Regions from separate parts of the Mus musculus genome. Here region 1 is linked to region 2. A link is a contact called in public Hi-C data. All regions are on one chromosome and are shown on one strand. The core of a region is the stretch at or near the end of the contact, and the rest is flanking DNA. Distances in the headings are between cores, read along the strand shown. Region 1 overlaps Slc1a2 (solute carrier family 1 (glial high affinity glutamate transporter), member 2). Region 2 overlaps Slc1a2 (solute carrier family 1 (glial high affinity glutamate transporter), member 2).

The links. A called contact is a pair of places that touch in the nucleus more often than the background predicts.
Region 1: a Hi-C map of olfactory sensory neurons shows a contact between it and region 2, with 3 times the contacts expected there. The contact joins two enhancer-like sites. A contact is called at or near these places in 23 of 484 Hi-C or Micro-C datasets (3T3-L1-derived adipocytes, the BV-2 cell line, LSK cells and 18 more), 2 of 115 datasets of contacts at active chromatin or transcription factors (CD8 T cells and bone marrow-derived dendritic cells) and 3 of 9 other capture datasets (adipose tissue, macrophages and pancreatic islet).

What each region holds. Positions count from the first base shown.
Region 1 is chr2:102,784,046-102,787,813 of GRCm38.p6, forward strand. Slc1a2 (solute carrier family 1 (glial high affinity glutamate transporter), member 2) reads left to right here. Exons shown (of 11, transcript NM_001077514.4): 11 at 1-3,768. Among named protein-coding and RNA genes, the nearest start is that of Gm13872, 39 kb to the left of the region's middle. Within about 2 kb of position 2,361, at least 8 of the 459 cell types and tissues checked have an H3K27ac peak or open chromatin away from gene starts, as enhancers often do. A contact at or near this core is called in olfactory sensory neurons, where this site is marked.
Region 2 is chr2:102,692,027-102,695,778 of GRCm38.p6, forward strand. All of the region lies in intron 1 of Slc1a2 (solute carrier family 1 (glial high affinity glutamate transporter), member 2), which reads left to right. Among named protein-coding and RNA genes, the nearest start is that of Slc1a2, 35 kb to the left of the region's middle. Within about 2 kb of position 1,750, at least 25 of the 459 cell types and tissues checked have an H3K27ac peak or open chromatin away from gene starts, as enhancers often do. A contact at or near this core is called in olfactory sensory neurons, where this site is marked.

The DNA of each region.
Region 1 (3,768 bases), core at 1,111-3,610, 93 kb after region 2:
TGACATAGTACTGTGTCTTGCTTTTGTAAGCCTTGTTAACCCTTTCCATGCCCATTGGAGATTCCCTTGCCTAGAAAAGGTGCAGGAAGCTGAAGAAAAAAAAAACAGATACAGAGTGTGTTCTAGTAGCCTTAGTCTAAATAGGGTACCTGTCACCGTGTGTGTATTAATAGAGCCATCGTAGATCTGAATGTCCATAATGATGATTAATCTTTTATGTGTAGTTCTCTCTCTGCCTCTGTCTCTGTCTCTCCCTTTCATATGCACACACACACACACACACACACACACACACACACACACACACACACACAGAACATGTGTGTCACATACACTAACTCCAGGAACCAGGGAGGTTTGTGTATTGGGGCTTTGGCAGTGCTATTCCTGTAACGGATTCAGTTAATACTTACAAAGAATCAAAATCATTTCAGAAAAAACAAACAAGTGAGCAGACGTTCATCTTCCCTGTCTCGTCCTTTCCCTATAAGAAGTAAGACAAATCATCATTTTATTAACTGCTGAGTAAAACTCAACAAAGTCAATTCAGCCAGTGAACAGCATGGTTGTTTCGAAGGTAAAATTTCACTGTGGGCTTCTGAGGGTGGCGGGACACCAGAGAATCCAGGCAGCCATCAGGACCTAAGCACACAAAACCTCAGTAAAGGCCTGTAGGTGATTTTAGGACCATGAGATCACTACTGATTTGGTTTTTGAGCTTTTTTTTGGGGGGGGGGTGGTAATAAAAGCCTGTGTGGCCTCATTGCCTGTGGAAAGTTTTATGTTCTATAAAAGACAGCTAGCCTTTTCTCCTCACTAGTCACTAGTTAGTTCGGACATTTACAGAGCAAAGGAAGGACTCCAGAATGTCTCCAGATGAAAACGAAGAAAGCACGGAACTGTGTATGAGGAATTCAGTTTATGGATCAGTCCCTGCTGGGGGATGCTGGGATCTCAGTGGTTCGCTGATTAGGGTCAACTATGGCTAGAAAATCATGGCACATAGAAGTGCACGTAGTCAGACACCCTTCAGAGAGTTGAAAGGCCTCAGAAGAAAACCCAACCCTGCCTTGCTGCTGTGAGTAATCTTCCCTTTGTTCTCCGAAGTAAAATCTTATTATAATGTTCACTTTTGTCAGGGTCTAGGCTCTTGCCTATGCATTATTTTCCTCATGCAACAAAGCAATAAACCCAAGTAGGTATTCGCATGCTCAGGCTCCGATAAACAAGCCGGAGCAGCTCAGGCCTCCTTTGATGACTAAAATGGCAGTGGTTACAACCCCGGGGCAACCTGCCCGGTTTGCTGCTCTCTTTAAGGACCAATCTGTCTGCCCTGCTTTTTTTTTTTTTTCTTTTCTGCTTATTCTGCAGCTGAACTCATGATCTATCAGGCAGGACGAAGGACCAGATGGGATTTTCTAGTACTGGGATACTTTCAGGGCTTCAGGGTCCAAGGGTCTTAAGGAGATAAGGTTAGCGTCTGAAGCAAGGGTTTCCTAAACCAAGTTGTCACTTGAAGATTCATGGTCACCGCATCTACAGTAGTCTCTGGTTAAACCCAAAAGAAGGATTACTGAGTGCCAACCCAGCCAGGTGGCAACTGTGACAGCTAATTTTCCGTGGGTGGAGTGAGATAAAGTCTCATCAAGAACACCAACCAGCTTAGGATTTTCCCTAAAACTCTCTTCCCAGTTCACTGCCCTCGCCCTTCCCTTTCCTTTCGTTTCATTGCTTAAGAGACTGCTTAGTAAGTGGCCAAATAGTTAAGAGGGGGTTGGCTTGGAAGCAGATAACAGGAGATCTTAACTATCAGTAATAGCCAGTCTCACCGCCTCACACCATAATCAGGCAATGACACAGAGATGTTTAAAAACAACGTGGCTTGGGAGAGGAAACATTTGATTAAGACACTCCCCATCTGTAGCTGTAAGGCTCACACAGCCACTGTGTGCCCAGGTTTCTTGCACTTCCTTCTGAAATGAGAAGGAACTGGACCAACTGCAGTTTTCTAATCTCCTTCCATCTTACTGTTCTCAAACATGACTTATTTATATTGTAAGTTTGAAAGACACACAAAATGAATATTCAATTTAGGTGTTTCCTTGTCCATGATGAGAAAACTCCAACTCAAGCTTCCATTCATTCCATACTTTACAAGCTTGGAGAGTGGCCACAGTAACCCAGTTTCCAGCATTCAGACATCAGTAAATATCCTTTGGTTAAAATCCCTATTCCCCAAACTCACTGTTCTCACGGAAGTGGTGATTTTGCTCAGGGAAATGTTCTGCAACATCACCGTGAGGGACCAGACACCTGGAGTCTGAATTTTGAGATCTTGCATCATACCTGCTGTAGCAACAGAGCCCACTCCAAATTCTCAGCCCACATCATTTTCCCCAAACAGTCCTAATTGCCAACCCTGTGTGGGAATTTGGGAGCCTCTGGCAAACAAGCTTGAACACTCCTGACATTTGGTGCAAGATTTACACAACAGCAACTGTCTCCACACACCTTTCCCGCCAAGTACATGCAGACGTATACATCCATTCTGCGCCTTCCCCCACCCCCGCCCCCACCCCCGCCCCCTGGAGAGAGGATTTGATTGATTTCATTAGAAAGTTCTCCTCTTGATTTACATGCATAACAGACAGCACATCATTGGGAGAGATGCTGTCACTTATAAGAACGGAGTTTTCCCATTTGCCCCATGTCCGTCCATGTTCACAGAGTGTCTAAGTCATTACAGCAGAGAGGGTGGCTGCACCTAACCTTCCCTGGTTCTGTATAAAAGGTCATAGCTTGCATTTTTTGCTCTCTGACCAAATTTCAACCAGAGTTAAATGGATGTATTTAGTGTGGTGAACATCTTCATTGCCAGAAAAGATTTCAGCTCTTCAAATTTGAGGGAGTATAGCCAGTTGGGAAAGGGCTAATTATTGTTAGTGGTGATGGTGGTTGGGTTTTTTTCTCCTCTCAAGGTGACAGAAGATCTATGGTGAGAGCAGAAAGATGTTTCTTAATTGACCTACTTAAGGTCACTGCAGAAAAGGGGGAGAAGTCCAGAAGGTCCTGGGAGATTGGGTTCACACTAACACTCTGAATCATTTCTGATCAGTTTTTTTTTTTTTTTCTATGCTGAATCTTGTCTTATCCTATGATCCAGTTACCAGTTTTGGTATTTTTAAGTCTTTCTCATTGTATTTTGGGGAATTTTTAGGCTGAGAATAAAATCTACTATTGGAACAGACCTGTGCTCTGCAGAGGCATCACGTGACCCAGACAACGGGTGGCAGAATATCTGGGTTCCCCTGGAGACACCCCCAACCCCTGGGTGAGCTTTAGAACCTAACAACAGACTGTTATCCTTATCACCATCCTCTGGGACATGGGGGATGATGCAGTCAGAGCCTTGCTACTTCTGGGCTTTGTTTCTCTCTATGGCAACCATTTTATCCTGCCTGGAAATGGCTTCCTGCCCTACGTGGAGAGCAGGCACACTTACAGCCAAGGAAGTGGTCAAACAGATCCCTAAGTTCTCTCCATGCTACAACAAATTCCCTAATACACACAACCAGAAACTCAGCTCCTGGGTGGCTTAGTACCCACAAGGTCACTTTCCTGTTCTAAGAGCCTTCGGTATCCAGATTCTTCTACAAACCACCTCAACTCTTTCCTCTTTCTTCCCTCCTCCATAAAATCTCAGCATCCCACCCCCACATTGCACAACAGTGATCAGATCAGCTGGTCACTATAGAGATTTGTATATAT
Region 2 (3,752 bases), core at 500-2,999:
TATCTGCTCGACACACGGATGAATCTCTTCTGTATGTGCACTCTCCTCTGTGTGTTTAACTCAGCTGGTTGTAGATTTTTAGCTTTTGTAGTGTCCTGGCAGTCAAAGCTGAGTTAGATGGAAGGCTAAGGTTCAGAGGGAATATTTAAGGACTGGGGATATAGCTGGGTGGAAGAGTGCTTGAATTCAATCCCCTGTACCAAACCTGTTAAGTTCCTCTCAGTACTGTATCACAGGAAATAGATATCTCAAATGTTTGAAACAGAATCGTAGGTGTCTATGTTTTAGGATAAATGTGAAGGCATGATTTGTACTTTCACAAATAGTAGGTACATTTTTCATGAGAAGTTGACTCTCTGTTGTGGTGAAAACTTTCAAGGTTGCTCAGGGCCACAACGAGCAGGTGAATCCATAGAAAGGTCAACCCGGTGGCTGAACACATCCTCTGTGGCACAAATGTTTTCCTTTTAAGTCTGGTTCACATCCCACTTGCTGTGCAGTCTTGGGCATGTTGGCTAATGCACTGTCTCCACCCATCAAATGGGCCCATTGTGGTGAGCATTTAACCTTAAGAGAATGTGAGTCGGTTGGAGGATGCGTGCAGGCCACTGTCATCTGTCATATTGTTCTGCTCATCATCATAGCCATCTCCCCTCCCTGAAGGGTCTGTGTGCAAAATCCCATTCTCACCCTCTGTGTGCAGCTCCTGAAGGCCACCAGGGATACATAGCTTTTCTTGGAAAGGCAGCCAATGAAATGGTGCCGTGGAGCCTGTTATTTTCTGGAAGTGCCAAAGGGAGCTTATGGTCTCCCACTTTCTGTAGGAGAGAAAGGCAATCTGGGTGCCTCTGAACCAGCACAGTGGAAATCAGTGGACAGATTTGTGGGTTACTTATTGTCTCTCTGCTTTAAAGTTTTTAAAAATTAAAACATTTAACGACAGCCCTATATCCAGATTTCTTCAAGTATTCTTGGTGCCACGCCAAAGGGAAAGAGGAAGGAGTCTTACTGGCTGATGTAACTGAGTCTCACTGAGGTGTTCAGGAATTCCAGGGATTTAGATGCAGCAGGACTGGGGGGCCAATCTGTTACTCAGTCTCTTAGCTGAGCTTGGTTCTGAGTTATCTTTGTTCCAGGCAATGATGGGTCAAGCTCAAGGCATACGGTGCCTTCATAGTTAATAATTACAGCAATGAAAACTGCCTCTTTTTTTTTTCTGACGATCCAGAAAGGCCCCCAGGGAAGATTCTAGTTGGGTGAACTCCAGTTCCATTCATTCCTGGTGTAACCAGTGAGGAAACGTTCACTCCGATTGGCTAAATATGGATTATTGTTTGTACTTTCATGGAGCGTGTAGAGATGGGTGGTTCTCCAAAGAGATGCTGAGAAGACAATAGGGAAGGGAAGCAGAAGGAAAGGAATGGAAAGAAAACAAAAGAGAGAAAGAGGAGGAATACATGTAACTACTACTCAGAAATTCCCACAGTTAGGTAACTTATACCAGAGCTATGTAATACCTCGTGGAAGCTTAATTCATGAACTTTTCTTTCCCCCACCCCCACAAGGGTGTGATTTTTCAGTGAAGTGTTGTTTTCTTGCACCTGAAGCGTCAGTATTTGCCGTGACTGCTGCTTCTTGGAGCTCAGGGTGTCATTAGTAGCATAACAGCCACGCGGTGTGGCTTAGCCTTTTCCCTATAGACAGATGCTAAAAATACCCAGAGCACTGCAAACAAGCAGGGCGTGCCCACCTGGGATGGACTCTCAGCCACTAAGCCGCCTTAGCCCTGGCTCTGCAGGGAGAGGCACTGGCTCTGCTAGGACTCTGTTGATAGAGGAGACGAGGGGGCTGCTGGTGGAGGAGAACTGTGTGGAGGAGAGGAAATGGGGGAACCTGATAACACTTTTTTGTTTGCACTGACTTTGCTGTTCTCTGTAGACTTGAACTAAGATGTGTCAAGAGATCAGAGCAGTCCCCGCAGCAGCGCAGATTAGCTGGGATTTAAACTAAAACTCCTTAACCAAGAGGTCACCTAGACTTAAGCCTCCCGAATGTGTCCATGAAGAGGCCCAAGGAGCACAGCATTCAGAGAAGGTTAGTGTGCATGCTGATCAGGGCCAAAGCTATGCCTCAAGAACCAAGGAAAATTCCAGAGCCTTTCTGTGGAACCTTTAGGTGGAGTTGAACCATACAGAGAGCCAGGGTCATCTTAATTCAAGTGTGCGCCTCTCTTCTGTGTCTGAAGAGGTCAAGAGTATTGGCATCTTATGTTGAACAGCTATAGTAGAGAGCCTGCTTGCTTGCTAACTGGGTTGTCTTATCATGCCAGTGAGCTCTTGGGGTTTTCAAAAGCTAGCCAAGGGATTACATGATATGCTTAGACAGGTTATGGAAATATGTGACTCATAGCAGATCTGACCTTTCATACACTGTTTGGAATCATCTTGTGCCTATTTAACAATATAATGAACCCTACTTAGCGAGAACATGCAGGCCACGGTGTTGGCTGATTGAGTGGGACTGACTTGATGTTTCTAGAGAGATGGTCATAGAAAGGAAAAACAGAGGCGATCAATGGCCCTTTGGTCTTAACAATTTTATTTAAACAATTCCGTGGACACCTGGACTTGTCCCAACTTTTATGTTTCCCACTGGCAACTGCCACTCGGATGATCGATTGCCCAGAAGTTGTTCTCAGAACCATCTTTCCATTGGCCTGGGATTTAAGTGAAAAAGTTAGTCCTCAAAGGATAAGTATGAATCAGTTCTTGGGACAAAATGTACTTCACATTGTTTCTTTCCATACATGTGTGTGTGTGTGTGTGTGTGTGTGTGTACCCTGGACATATGCTTCTCATTGGAAAAACTCGATCGAATGTCTGTCTCTCTGGGCTGGCTCTCACGGAGAGCCTTTGGCATCTTCTCAAGCCTCAAGTGAAGTCATCTGAGCTCCCAGATTGCTAGGTGGTCGCTCCCAGGGAGTGTGGCAGAGGCAGGGGTGCCTGGCTCTGGGAGTTTGCTTTCTTAGAGGTTTATGACTGAAAAAACAAAGAAAGAAAAGAAGCAGTATATTGTCTATTTAATCTGCATTGTCTAAATGTGGCAAAGTATTTAGAGGTTTTGAGTCAGAACAGCCTCCTAATAACAGTGATAGCAACAGCAAAAGGTCTACTCTTTACAAAGCACTTCTTGTGTGCCAGGTTACTTTTCTGTGTGGCATACATTTTAGTGAATTTAATCCACAGACAGTTGGTTTCAGATTCACTCTTCAAGTTCTCTTTCTCCCAGTTAAGTTGGCTATGTGGGCTGAGTACTCTTTCCAACTTTAACTACATCCTTATAGACTTGACTTTTCATAGAATTTAACTGAAAACAGTCATGGGCTGTATGTTCTTTCGATCTTACTGCTTTTCGGAGCCTTAACTATGAGGCCTGAGATTGAATCCATTTGAGAAATTCAGTTAAAGGTCAAAGGTCCATTCTATTCCTCTTGCCCTCGCTCCAGTGCATTAGAAACATTTTAATTTTGTGATGATTGTTCTCAGTTTCCATGAAAAAGAGGAGGACCTGGGTGCTTAGAGTTTGTTGTAAATGCAAAGGGTACACTCTTTGGGAGATGTAGATAGTAGTGAATCAAGCCCAGGTTGCTGCAGGTTTGAATCCACAGCAGCCACATCCTCTTGGCCTTTCCTCTGTCTCTGGTGGAGCAGCAGTAAGTTGTTTGAGTGAATGGCTTTCCCAGGAGGCAAGGT